2 separate regions of the Danio rerio genome follow, and region 2 is linked to region 1. The links are chromatin contacts, called in public Hi-C maps. All regions are on one chromosome and are shown on one strand. The core of a region is the stretch at or near the end of the contact, and the rest is flanking DNA. Distances in the headings are between cores, read along the strand shown.

Region 1 (6,032 bases), core at 2,517-5,016:
TAATAATAATAACAATAATAATAATACTGATGATAATAATAACAATAATTACTATAATGCATAATAAATAATAACAACAATAATGAGTATTATCATTATTATTATTATTATTACAATACTACTACTACTACTACTACTACTACTACTAATAATAATAATAATAATATTAATAATAATAAAAATAATAATAATAAATGCATATCAACTAAGTGAAAAAACACTTAAAAGATTTTATTTTAGCAATTAACATGTTAACAATTATTGGTAATTTTCAAATTTCTGTTTTGCATGAAATTGTTAGTATTTTTATGGTGCATGTTTTCTATGGCTGATTACATTGTGCCACAGTACATGCAGTCAAAAATAATACAAACAGACAACATCTGTTTGGCCTGGTGACATGGTCTTATGACACATGGGCATAAATATGTGCTGTTTACAGCTTTTTTTGGTGTAAAGCAAGCCGTTTGCTGAATGTCTTTGCATACGTAAGATTTGCCCTACAGATTATTTGAATCAATAAAAAAATGCCAAGCAACTATTTCATTGAACGCGCTGTCGTAAAGCAGGGTTTCAGCCATGAATCAGCAATTTTACACTCTTGTCATTGTGGTTTGGATGTGTCAGACCGTCTGGCTTTGAGAGCAGCACATCAGGGCCGATAAGCACGATCTCAGAGCAGATCTAAGCTTTCACCTTCTTTTGGCAGCCTATTTGTCTTCCTCTCCGGATAAAAGACAAAAACAAGCAGTAGTGAAGAAGACTCTACTGATTAAAACAGTCCCGATAATCCTGAAAGTGTGTCCTGCTCAGTAAACAGAGAGCATTACTGTCAGACTCAGAGTTCACTGTCACTTAATGACTGAGCTACACATTCACTCCTGCTTTGACTGTGTCTCATTCATTATACATGCTCACGACAGAGGAGCAGTTATGCACTGTTAGGTAAATAGTTAAATGACTTTGAAAAGGAACACAACTCTGTGTCAACAGTGGACAAAAGCCTTTGTTTGGGCAGCTGTTATTCGGACAGACATGATCCCTGAAGTGTGCATGCTGTTTTTCATTATAGCGTCACTAATAATACGTTAATAGATAGATTGGGACATAAATCTGTTATTAGTTGATATTGTTATAGTTTTTCCATCACTGATCTTCTTATTATTCATTATTTAGATTTTATTACATTTATTTAAATTTAATTAATAACTTTTTTGTTTTGGTTGTTATATTATTAATTTAGTTAATAATCAGATAATAATAATAATATTTAAAAAATTAGGTAATCTTCTGCTTTTTAATGTAAGGTACATATGGCTGCATTTCATTTTTCTAAGCGAACGCTTTTTTCTTGCTTACCGGCTGACCACTTACCTCTGTGTGGAGGGCTTTCCCGCCGCAGTCAGTTTGTCCAGTTAGCTTGTCGTGTACGTCGATGGACTTAAGACGGAGAGAGGAGCTGACTACGACGACCGGGTTCAAGTCCGGGGAAAAGTGGTTCCAGAAATCAGTTAAGACAATAACAGAATCCAAGTAATAATCGTTTCATAATCGGGTTACAATATGGTAAAGTCTGAAAACAAGGTAAAAATCAGACAAAGGCTTTTCTTTTTCTGGACGGGTTTTGTAAATTGTTGGCTGGGTTTAGGGAAGTAAGCGGGTGGGTCAATCGGTAAAATTGGTTAGATTTAGGGAAGGAGGAGGAGGGTGGGTCAGCCAATTGGTCGGTCGCCCAGTCAATCATTCAGTCAGTCAGATAGTCGTTTGACAGCTGCTTCTGGCGGGTTTACACGAAAACAGCACGGGCGCGAACGGCACCCATGAGAGACATTTGAGATGCGAAAAAGCACACACAGCGGCCTCTCGTGGATTCGCGAAAATAAAAACTGCAAAAATACGTACCTACCAGGACATATTTTGCGGTCTCCAAAAACGTCCACGGGACTATGTTTTTCGAATGACGCTGGGTTGTCACAATCATGCGGGGGGTCTCTCCACACCACCACTAGTGTGCAGCATCCACATGAATGATGCAGTGGCAGCAACAGGACAACAGCGCTGGTGCGCTCACCTCACACCAGCTATTGGTGTAGTGGAGAGACATTGATAAAGCAAATTTGGGGGATGGGGATGATTGGGAGGCCGTGATGGCTAAGGGTCAATTGAGGGAATTTGGCCAGGACACGAGGGTTACACCCCTACTTTTTATCAGAAGTGCCATAGGATTATTAATGATCACAGTACGGCAGGTTCTTGGTTTAACGTCTTAGCTGAAAGCTGGCGCTCACTGACAGTATAGTGTCTTCTTTACCTTACTGGGGCATTAGGACTCACACAGCCTGAAGGTTGAGCACCCCCTGCTGGTCTCACTAACACCATCTCCAACAGCAGCCTAGTTTTCCCCTTGTGTACTCCCATCCAGGTACTGACCAGGCTCAGCCCTGCTTAGCTTCAGTTACCGGTCTTGGGCTGCAGGGTGATATGGCTGTGGCTATGTTTGCTATTTGGAACTGGTTTCCTAAGCACACCCCACATCTGAAATTTGTTAGTCAAACTGATAGTCCCACCTCTAGCCTTTGGTCTTAGATAAGAATAAGAATTAATCAAATAAAATATAAATAGCTTATAAAATCTAGCTTCAATTTTTTAATTACTCCATGGAATAATCTAAATGTTTTATATACCATATTTCTTTTTAATTCATAATTAGGGCCAGACAGAATCTGTGGACATTTTTTTGCTATTTCTGCGCAGAATTTATTTTAAAAATCTATGGTTTTATGCTAAATGATTTCAGGAGTATTGTAACTAAAAACTTAATATGTAAAATAAAAAAGAATACCTTTTAAACTTTTATTTAATGTTGAGAATGCAATTTCTTTTGGTGAACAAAGCATGTATCATATATATTTACTAAAAAACAGAAAATATTACTTTACAAACTGTATTGTAAATAAATTATATGAGCATTTTCAAATTGGTCAACAATATTACTAAAACTATTTTAATAACCGAATAAATATAAATTTACACACGTTTACACAAGTAAACAAATAGAATCAATAATGGGCTAAAAATCTGTCGATTTCTGCGTGCGCAGAATTTGTGCGGGCCTACTCAGAATTTAGAGATTTTCTCTCACAATTCAGATATTTAGTTAGACCTGCTCAATATAAGGCCATAAAATAAATCTAGATTTTGAGACTCTTTTTCCTATGTAAATACTGGCTTCAATATTTATAGTTTTATATATAAAAATATATATGGTAAAATTTATAACTAACTAAACTAACTGGTTTTCTCTATTTTGTCCATCCAAATTTGAGTTAAAACACATTTTTTTTATTTTTTTTTATGTAAAAAAATTATTAAATAAAATACTATTCATTTAAACCTAAGATGCCCAAACTAGGGGCCCTGTCCCCCATTCATTTAGGATTGCTTTGGCAATATTATTAGTAGTATATTAGACCTACACCTCTTAGAGTGCATTATGAACACACTCAATTCTGCTCCAGTTCTGCCTGTTTACAGTAGCAATAAAAGTATATATGAATGACAAGTAGGGGCCAGTTACCAGAGAGACTGAAAGTGGACATATCCAGCCTTGCTCAGTCCTTATTTGATAAGGAGGTGTAAGGGAGAGAGAGAGAAAGAGAGAGAGAGAGAGAGAGAGAGAGAGAGAGAGAGAGAGAGAGAGAGAGAGAGAGCTAGAGGAGTGGAAAGAAGGACAGCGTGCTGCATGTGTACAGTTACACACCAAAACACACACACACATACACAGACACACAGAGGCAGTCAGTCCAGGGAGACTGAGGCAGTGCTGGAGCCTCTAGAGTTTGTCTCTGTTTTCCTCTCCACCATCCAAGATGCCGCAGAGAAAGAGGAGTTTCACTTTTGGAGCGTACGGCGGGTAAGACACACGCTGTTTGCCAATAATATTTCACATTCCTCATTGTGTGCCTTGAAGTGTGATTGTAAATAATGTGTGGGGATATCAGCCACTGTGGAAGGGTGATATGGTAACACTGTGTTGGAAAGGTAATGCATAGTAAAGGCGGTGTTATCACATACGAGCAGACCTGATTTCATCGCTGGGTTGTATTTTTGAATAACAGGACTGTGGCTCGGGCGAACTGCTTCTCCTGCAAGTAAGCCCTGTAATTAAAGGCCATTACAGCGGAGAAGGTAATTGAGATTGGATTGAATTAGACACTGCGGTTGACTGAAGCAGACACACATGTGAAGCTCTGAGTCTGTAAAGCGGGCCAGAGAGGTTAACAGAATCACAAGCTGTTTACTCTGAGGATTCGATTAAGCCCTTTTAAAGTGATCTGTTGATTCAGGATTTTTTGCTGGGGTTGTGTTTGTCTGAATGGCTACCGGCTCCAGCGAGGGAGATTCCTCTGCGTGTTAAAGGATCTGGTCTGCTCAACAGGTGCAAGGCTGCCATATTTCACTTGTGTGTTGTGAAGGACGGGTGTTATCTGTGCATGCATGGCTGATTTGATCACTGGAATGCTGAAGAGGACACTTTACCTGTCTTGCAAGATCTGGATTTAAACACTGTAGATGCATTTCTGGGTTTGGATACATCTGACTGAGTTTTTTTTTCATAAGTGATTAAGGTGTGCTTAAATGCTTGAACATTGTTTTGTGAAGAAATGTAAATTGTGTTGTCAGGTCCCAGTTTTTACAAATAATTTAATCTGGATCAGATTGGTCCTGATTTGGAAATCCCATGTTTCGCTATCCAGGATTAACTAATCTATTTTACGTTTATAACAGTTTTTTTTAAAGGAACATTGGGTTGGATTACTGTGATCTAAATACCAAATTTTTGGATTACCAAATGTACTTGCAAAGCTTCTTATAGTCAGTTAAATGTCCGTTAAAGGAGCAGCATGAACAAATATTAAGCAGACAGTCTACTAATACTCAAATGGACCATCAAAATGAGGTGTTACCAACATTTTTTAGTTTGATCTAATATAATACTGCTTTGATATTGTTTTGTTGTTGTTATTTACCAAATCTCATTAGATATGACATGCTTCATATAGGCTTCAATTATTACAAATTTTTATATATCATCAGTAACTATGAGGTTTGTGAACATTCATTTAAAAAATTAAATCTTAATCCACCCTTCTGATGTGATCAGGATAGTTTTTGATCGAATGGATCCCAATCTGAGTTCAACATTTTGAATAACCCAAAGGGAAGGTTTGATCCAAATCAAATGTAAGATTGGATTACATGGTCTGATCTTAATACAAAAAGAAAATACACTTTTCTAAGATTTGTTCCAATTCGTAATGCAAAATCCCACTGGATTACTTTGGAAAAGTACTTTGCGCCCAGGTGACATTCTTTGTCAAAATAAAAGTTTAAAAAGACTTTCAAAGTCTGAGAGACTATCCCTTTAAGATTTTGAAAGTCTTTTTAAACTTTTTTTTTGGCAAAGAATATTGTTCATAATTAAAGTGATAGTTCACCCAAAATGAAAAAAAAAAATCATTATTTACTTAACTGTTCCAAACCTATTTGAGTTTCTTTCTTCTGTTAGACACAACTGTTATTTTGAGGAAAGCTTAAAACCTGTAACCATTGACGTCCATAGTATTTTTGTTAATGGTTGCAAGTTTTCAGCTTTCGTCAAAATAATTACTTTTTTTTTGTTCAACAGAAAAATAAATTTACAAAAGTTTGAAACCATTTGAGAGTGTGTAAGCAGTAAGTAAATGTTTATTTTTGAGTGAACTATCCTTTTACTTCACCCTTAACATTCAAAAGCCTTAAAATGTCTTAAATCAAAGCAGAACATTTTAAATTCATAACGTTTAACTTGAAAATTTAAAAAAGACAATAAATTAGGATTTTAGGGCTGTGTTGCGATCTTTATATGGAGTCTTTTATGCCATTGAATTCTTCTTGTTCAAAATATGTCCCTCGTAAATAAAATATTGATGCACTATGTTACAATTGGTAGGTGTTGTTTCATGGTAAAAAAATATAAATATTTTTGTGCA
Region 2 (6,032 bases), core at 2,627-5,126, 140 kb after region 1:
TTTTTGATTATCTGAAACTCCTTAATGAATTTAAAAAATCCCAAATTAATACATTTAAATAGATTTTTTTTTCTTCAATAATTTATTTATTGATTATCGGAGTATAAGGATTCACACACACACACACACAAACACACACACACAAAAAACTGTTTGGTAAAGTCAAGGTTTTAAAATCCCCTTAATTTTCTGCTACACCGTTTCTATGGTGTGTGTGTGTGTGTTGTTGTTTTTTTACGATAAAATGTTTTTTATTTAGATTTTTTTTATTAGTACAATCATATCTCTAGCAGAAAAAATATTCAAAGATGCCATTTTAAATCGTAAAGAAATCTGTGTTTTTGAAACAAATGATGACAACAGAAGTCGTAAGTAATTTATTTGAATTATTTAGCCTGACATGTTTACTGCTTTAAAATATAAAAAAAATATTTCTCAAAATGAAATATATTGTGTTCAACGGGGAAAAAAATTAAACATTTTTACCCAGACATTTAAAAAGCAAAAAATTTGTTGCAGTAATCACAATACTATGAAACCGTGATATTTTTATCCAAGGTTATCATACCATCAGAATCTTATACTGGCTCATGTCTACATCTCCTAAATGTTCATGTAACACCCTGATGCATATGAATTTCCTGTGTCTGATTAACCTGTCAAATGTTGTTAACCTGACTAACTGTTAAATGCTGTTGAAGTGTCCCGTTGTCTTCTGGCGATGTGCTGTTGTATATGCTCCTCCTTCAGCTTTTCTTGTCCCTCACAGCTCGCCATACCTGCTGTGGTTCCTCTGGCCTGTTTCTCCACCTGTTGGCTACTCGATCTGTGGTGTTTTGTTGTTGTTGTTTTTTTCTTTCTGTTTGTGCTTTGATGACTGTTTGTAAAACGCATAACCTGCTGCATGGACTCATGACTTCTCTGGTTTTCTCTCTCTTTCTCTGTTGGGCTCTGTGCAGTCATTGCTTGTCCCAGGCAAAAGTCCCAGTAAATATGGACGGCGTGGCAGTGCCATAGGAATAGGAACCATAGAAGAGGTTCATGTATAACTCTCTCACTCCTCTCTCATCTGCATTACTTGTTTCTCACTGCATGAGCTGCACATCACTTATACAATATACAATAGCCATTAAATTAACTAACGGCCCTTTAACTCTACTCACTATAATTCAAAACATTAATATTATAAATCATTGGATTATGAAATGTCATAGTTAACAAAGATTGCAGATTTAGTTCAATAAAAATTAAAACAAGGCTGTTAATGATAAATGGGCTTCTGTTTTAATTGGTTTTATTATTATTACTATTATTATTATTGTTGTTGTTGTTGTATTAGAGTTTGTACACTGTAAATTGTTTGAAAATACAGAGATTTATAGCAGTGTGTGAAAAAATATATTTCTAATCTGAACAGCCTTTTACAGGCGTAATTGTTTTTAATTCAATATTATCATAGACCTTCTGTTTGCCTGTCATTTTAATCAATGACATCTTTTTAATTTGTATATTTGTAAGTACTTTTAAAACAATTGTGTTATTAAATAATACATAACTCAGTTAAAATACTTAGGTTAAAAATACCCCAACAAATAACCCAACTGTAGCACCTTCCCAACTATGGTATATTTTAACAAAATGCATTGGGTTATTTTGATTAAATATATATTTTTTCCATTCTGGTATTACTATTGCTACTATTACTAGTAGTACTATTAATTTTATAAGTATGGCTGTGTAAATACATAACATAAGGTTTTCAAAACTATTGAAAATGCTTTATTAAGTTCTAGACACTTAAGTGTTTTTATTGGTTTAATATAGATCGACTAGGAAGTGTGAGTTTGTATCATCAATTTATAGTGCTGGTGTACGGATTAAAAACACATGACATGGAGAGGTAATTTGATTTAAAAAAAACAACATTATTGCGTTAGAGCTTAAATAAATTCTATAGGGCAAAAACAACACATTACGTACGCACTTTAATACAGCTGTTCTGTGTCAGTTAAATCAGTTCTAAATCAGACTGTTGAAACTCAAAAATTTTAACTGGTTGAATTATTAAATAAATGACCCAATAAAGGATAACAATAACCCAACAAAGCACCAACTAATTTAACTTAATTATTGGGTTAAATAAATAACTATATTAAATTAAATATAAGAATTTAATAAATATTTATTAGAGATTATACTTAATAAGTAAGATTAGTGAGATTATTAAGATTTAAGTGATGCAAAGTTGATCTGGACAATCTCTCATTAATTGAGATTTACTATCATGTCAGATAACCAATAAATAATAAAAAATATATATAATATATAAAATAAATTTTGTGTTTTTGTAAGGGTAAATATTTTTAAACTAATGAACATAGTATTTTTAATCAATATTAGTATGTTAAAGATTTTAACTGAGCTTAACATAGCAGCAAAGTTAAATGTAAAAGTAGAGGAAATGAGTATTCAGAATATAACTTCTAAAAGCAGTTATTAATAATATATTACAAAAAAAATAATCAAATGAAATCAGCATTTTTATTAGCTAAAAGTGAATTTACATTGTCAAAATTAAATTATGAATGCATGTTTTCCCTTCTTTTACATCATAAAAAGCTGAATGATAATAATAATAATAACAATAATTAACACAATAATATAATTTTAACAATGTAAATTTAATGCTTGGTGAATCACAAAGGTAACATCCATTTTCACATAATTGTGTTATTGTCTACACTCTCAGAAATAAAGGTACTGAGAGCTGTCATTGGGGTGGTATCTTTTCAAAAGGAACACATTTGTACTGAAAGGGTCCATATTGGTGTAAAAGTGAATTTACACTGTCAAAAATAATGGTACAAGAGCTGTTGCTGGGGTGGTACCTTTTCAAAAGTAACTAAAGGGTCCTTATTAATATCTCAAGTGTCCTCTTGGAATTTTTAGCTACTACTATATATCTTTGGGGCACCAATATGGACCGTTTAAGTACAAATGTGTTCCTTTTGAAAAGGTACCACCCCAGTGACAGCTCTCATACTGCACTTTTATTTCTGAGACTGTCGACAATAACACAATTATATGAAAATGGATGTTGTGATTTACCAAGCATTACATTTACAGTGTTAAAATGGTATTATTGTGTCTATTATTATTATTATTGTTTAATTTAATTATGAACAATTTAAATGTGTGTTTATGAAATGTAAAAGAAGGGGAAACATGCATTCATAATTGAATTTTGACCAATATGGATCATTAACAATATACTCTTAAAAAATATATTAAATAAATTAAATACTACAGATAACCCAAAAGGAACCGTGCATCCCTCATTTTAAGTTACCCCATACCATATTATCCAGTCATAACCCAATCACGCTACATCTCTACTGTAAGCCACTGAAAGTAAGCATTTTGTCAGTCAGTATATTGCATATTTATTTGGCTTACATAATTTTTTTTAATGCATAATATTATGGGTTATATTTACATTCAAGCCCTTATGTGCATCTATATTCAGTATTTCAGTGTTTATTGTTTACCAATTTCATCATAGCTCCCCTCCAGCATAACTTCCTGCATTAAATGTATTCACCCCGCTCTGTTTTTTTAATGTCCTATGTCACTTCTTGTCATGTACTATGTATTTCTATCCCCTCGTCTGATAATTGTACACTCTTAGCAAGCTAAAAGCGTAGAAACACAAAAGAAAAAAAAACTCAACAGAGTCTTTCCGAAGCCTTTGAAGCCGTTTTAGATAAAAGCCTTTTTTGAAGGCCTTTCATTTGAAGTCATAAAGCAGTGGTTGTAAAAGTCCCAGCGCTGAGCCTTGAAGAGAACAAAGTGTCCCCGGCGAGAGCACAGCCGGTCCGTGAAGCTCAGGAGATCCCGCGTCCATCTTTCATCTCTCTCTGTTCAGGCCCAAACCCTCAAACACACACTTCACATTCACCCTGACAGTCAAGTTACGAAACAACGTCTTTTGTTCTCCAAAACACTGGAGTGCAGCACAGATAGAAGAAATAACAGACTATGATTGCGAGTGCGGTAATATAGACCTGACCTATACAGGGTTTCTCTTTCGAGACCTCACAGTGACCCTCACAGTATCCATAAGTTTGTATCCTGAGCTCACTGACCTTCTTTTTTCCTCCTGCAGTCTTTGATTATTCCCGGAAAAAGCCCAACCAGGAAAAAGTCAGGACCTTTCAGTTCTCGGCGTAGCAGTGCTATCGGCATTGAGAACATCCAGGAGGTCCAGGAGAAGAGGTAAGAGGAGGAGGAAACTCAGGGGATGCAAATGCACTAAAATTCCACTGTCACTTAAGATCTAGATCAATGGTCTCAAACGCAATTCCTGTAGGACCACAGCTCTGCAGATTTTAGCTCCAACCACCTGCAGCTGACACCTGCTTAATAGTCTCTAGTCTTGAACACCTTGATTAGTTGGATCAGCTGTGTTTGGTTAAAGTTGGAGTAAAACTGTACAGAGCTGCGGCCCTCCAGGAATCGAATTTAAAACCCATAATCTAGAACAGGGATGCCCAAACTTGGTCCTGGAGGGCTGGTTTCCTGCAAAGTTTAGTTCCAGTTACAACCAAACACACCAGGGCTAGCCAATCAAGCTCTTGCTAGGCTTTGTAGATTCACCCTTGCAAGTGTGTTGAGGCAAGTTGGAGCTAAACTCAGCAGGACATCGGCCCTCCAGGACCGACTTTTGGACACCAGATCTAAAGACACTTAAAGACCCCAATATACTCATAATGAAATAAACTGTAGTGGGAAAAAAAGGCAATTAAAAAAAAATATATATAGCAATGTAGATGCTTGCACAGGCATTGCAATTCAGTGTAGTCATATCACTTTTATTTAAATACTGTATCACTTAGGAAAGTGGCCTGCTACAGGCCTAAATCAAGCAGATTTAATGGGAGAGTTCAGTCAAAATTGAAACACTACAATTAAATGATCATCCTTTACTTGTTCTGAACTTGTTTCTTTTGTTACAAACAAAGGAAGATCTTTTGAAATAAGCTTGAATCAACCATTTAATTCCATAGTATTAGTATTTCATACTATGGAAGTTAATGGTTACTGGAATTTGGCTTTCCTCAAAATATCTCAAATGGTTCCAAAGTGGTTTGGAGTTAACATTAAGTAAAAAATATTTTTTGGCTGAACTATCCCTTTAGGGCCAGATTAAACTTCTCGTTGAATGGCAAGATCTCAAGATCTATGACTGGTCAGTTTGGCAGCTGTGATAAGTGTGGGCAGGGATGAGAACTGTGGAAGTGGTGTAAGGCCAGGGGCAGGAGTTTAACAAATGTGGAGTCTTGCAGAAGAGCTCAGGATGAATAATTTGGGAATGCGAGGTATGCACCATGGGGTTCTGTGATTTATTTAATTAATGTTTATTTCTATAGCACTTTTACAATGTAGATTGTGTCAAAGCAGCTTAACAAAGTTTTAATATATATCTAAAAAATGTGTCAGTCCAGTTTTCAGAGTTGAAGTTCCGTTTAGTTCAGTTCAGTTTGGGTAAATTTCACTGCTGGAAGTCCAAACACTGAAGATCAAATCCATCGATGAAAAGCTCCACAAGTTCTAAACCAAACAAGCCAGTAATAATAATTCCTTACATTTCTATAGCACTTTTCTGGACACTTAAAACGCATTAAGCCTGGTTTATACTTCTGCGTCAAGTGACCGGCGTAACTCACGGCGCAGGCAACGCGCGTGGCTGTGCATTTATACTTCTGCGCGCTGTCTCTGTTGGTCTGCATTAACACTTCCGAAACGCTAGTTGGCAGTGAGGTGTAAATGTTCCTCTGTGTCGAGTTTCTTCGCTTCTGTTTTGCTTTTCCTGAAAACTTCCTGGTTGTACAAGTGGCTCAAACTCGCTCATTTTGAGGCAGGAACAGGCAGACGTGCAACAACTTTAACTATGAGGTAAACACAAAACAAAACTTTCCATCAGGAGCTCCTTCACGGGACTCCACACTTGTAAACAATCGCTCCATTGGGCT

Evidence for each region. Hi-C and Micro-C count contacts between places; a contact is called where the count stands out from the background.
Region 2: a Hi-C map of embryo shows a contact between it and region 1, with 1.9 times the contacts expected there. The contact joins two enhancer-like sites. A contact is called at or near these places in 3 of 18 Hi-C or Micro-C datasets (caudal fin, embryo and an unstated tissue) and 1 of 4 datasets of contacts at active chromatin or transcription factors (caudal fin).

What each region holds. Positions count from the first base shown.
Region 1 is chr23:25,211,840-25,217,871 of GRCz12tu, forward strand. No RefSeq gene overlaps it. Among named protein-coding and RNA genes, the nearest start is that of rap1gapa, 35 kb to the right of the region's middle. Within about 2 kb of position 3,767, at least 13 of the 62 cell types and tissues checked have an H3K27ac peak or open chromatin away from gene starts, as enhancers often do.
Region 2 is chr23:25,347,730-25,353,761 of GRCz12tu, forward strand. rap1gapa (RAP1 GTPase activating protein a) reads left to right here. Exons shown (of 24, transcript NM_001123053.1): 17 at 960-1,037; 18 at 4,166-4,275. Among named protein-coding and RNA genes, the nearest start is that of rap1gapa, 100 kb to the left of the region's middle. Within about 2 kb of position 3,877, at least 3 of the 62 cell types and tissues checked have an H3K27ac peak or open chromatin away from gene starts, as enhancers often do.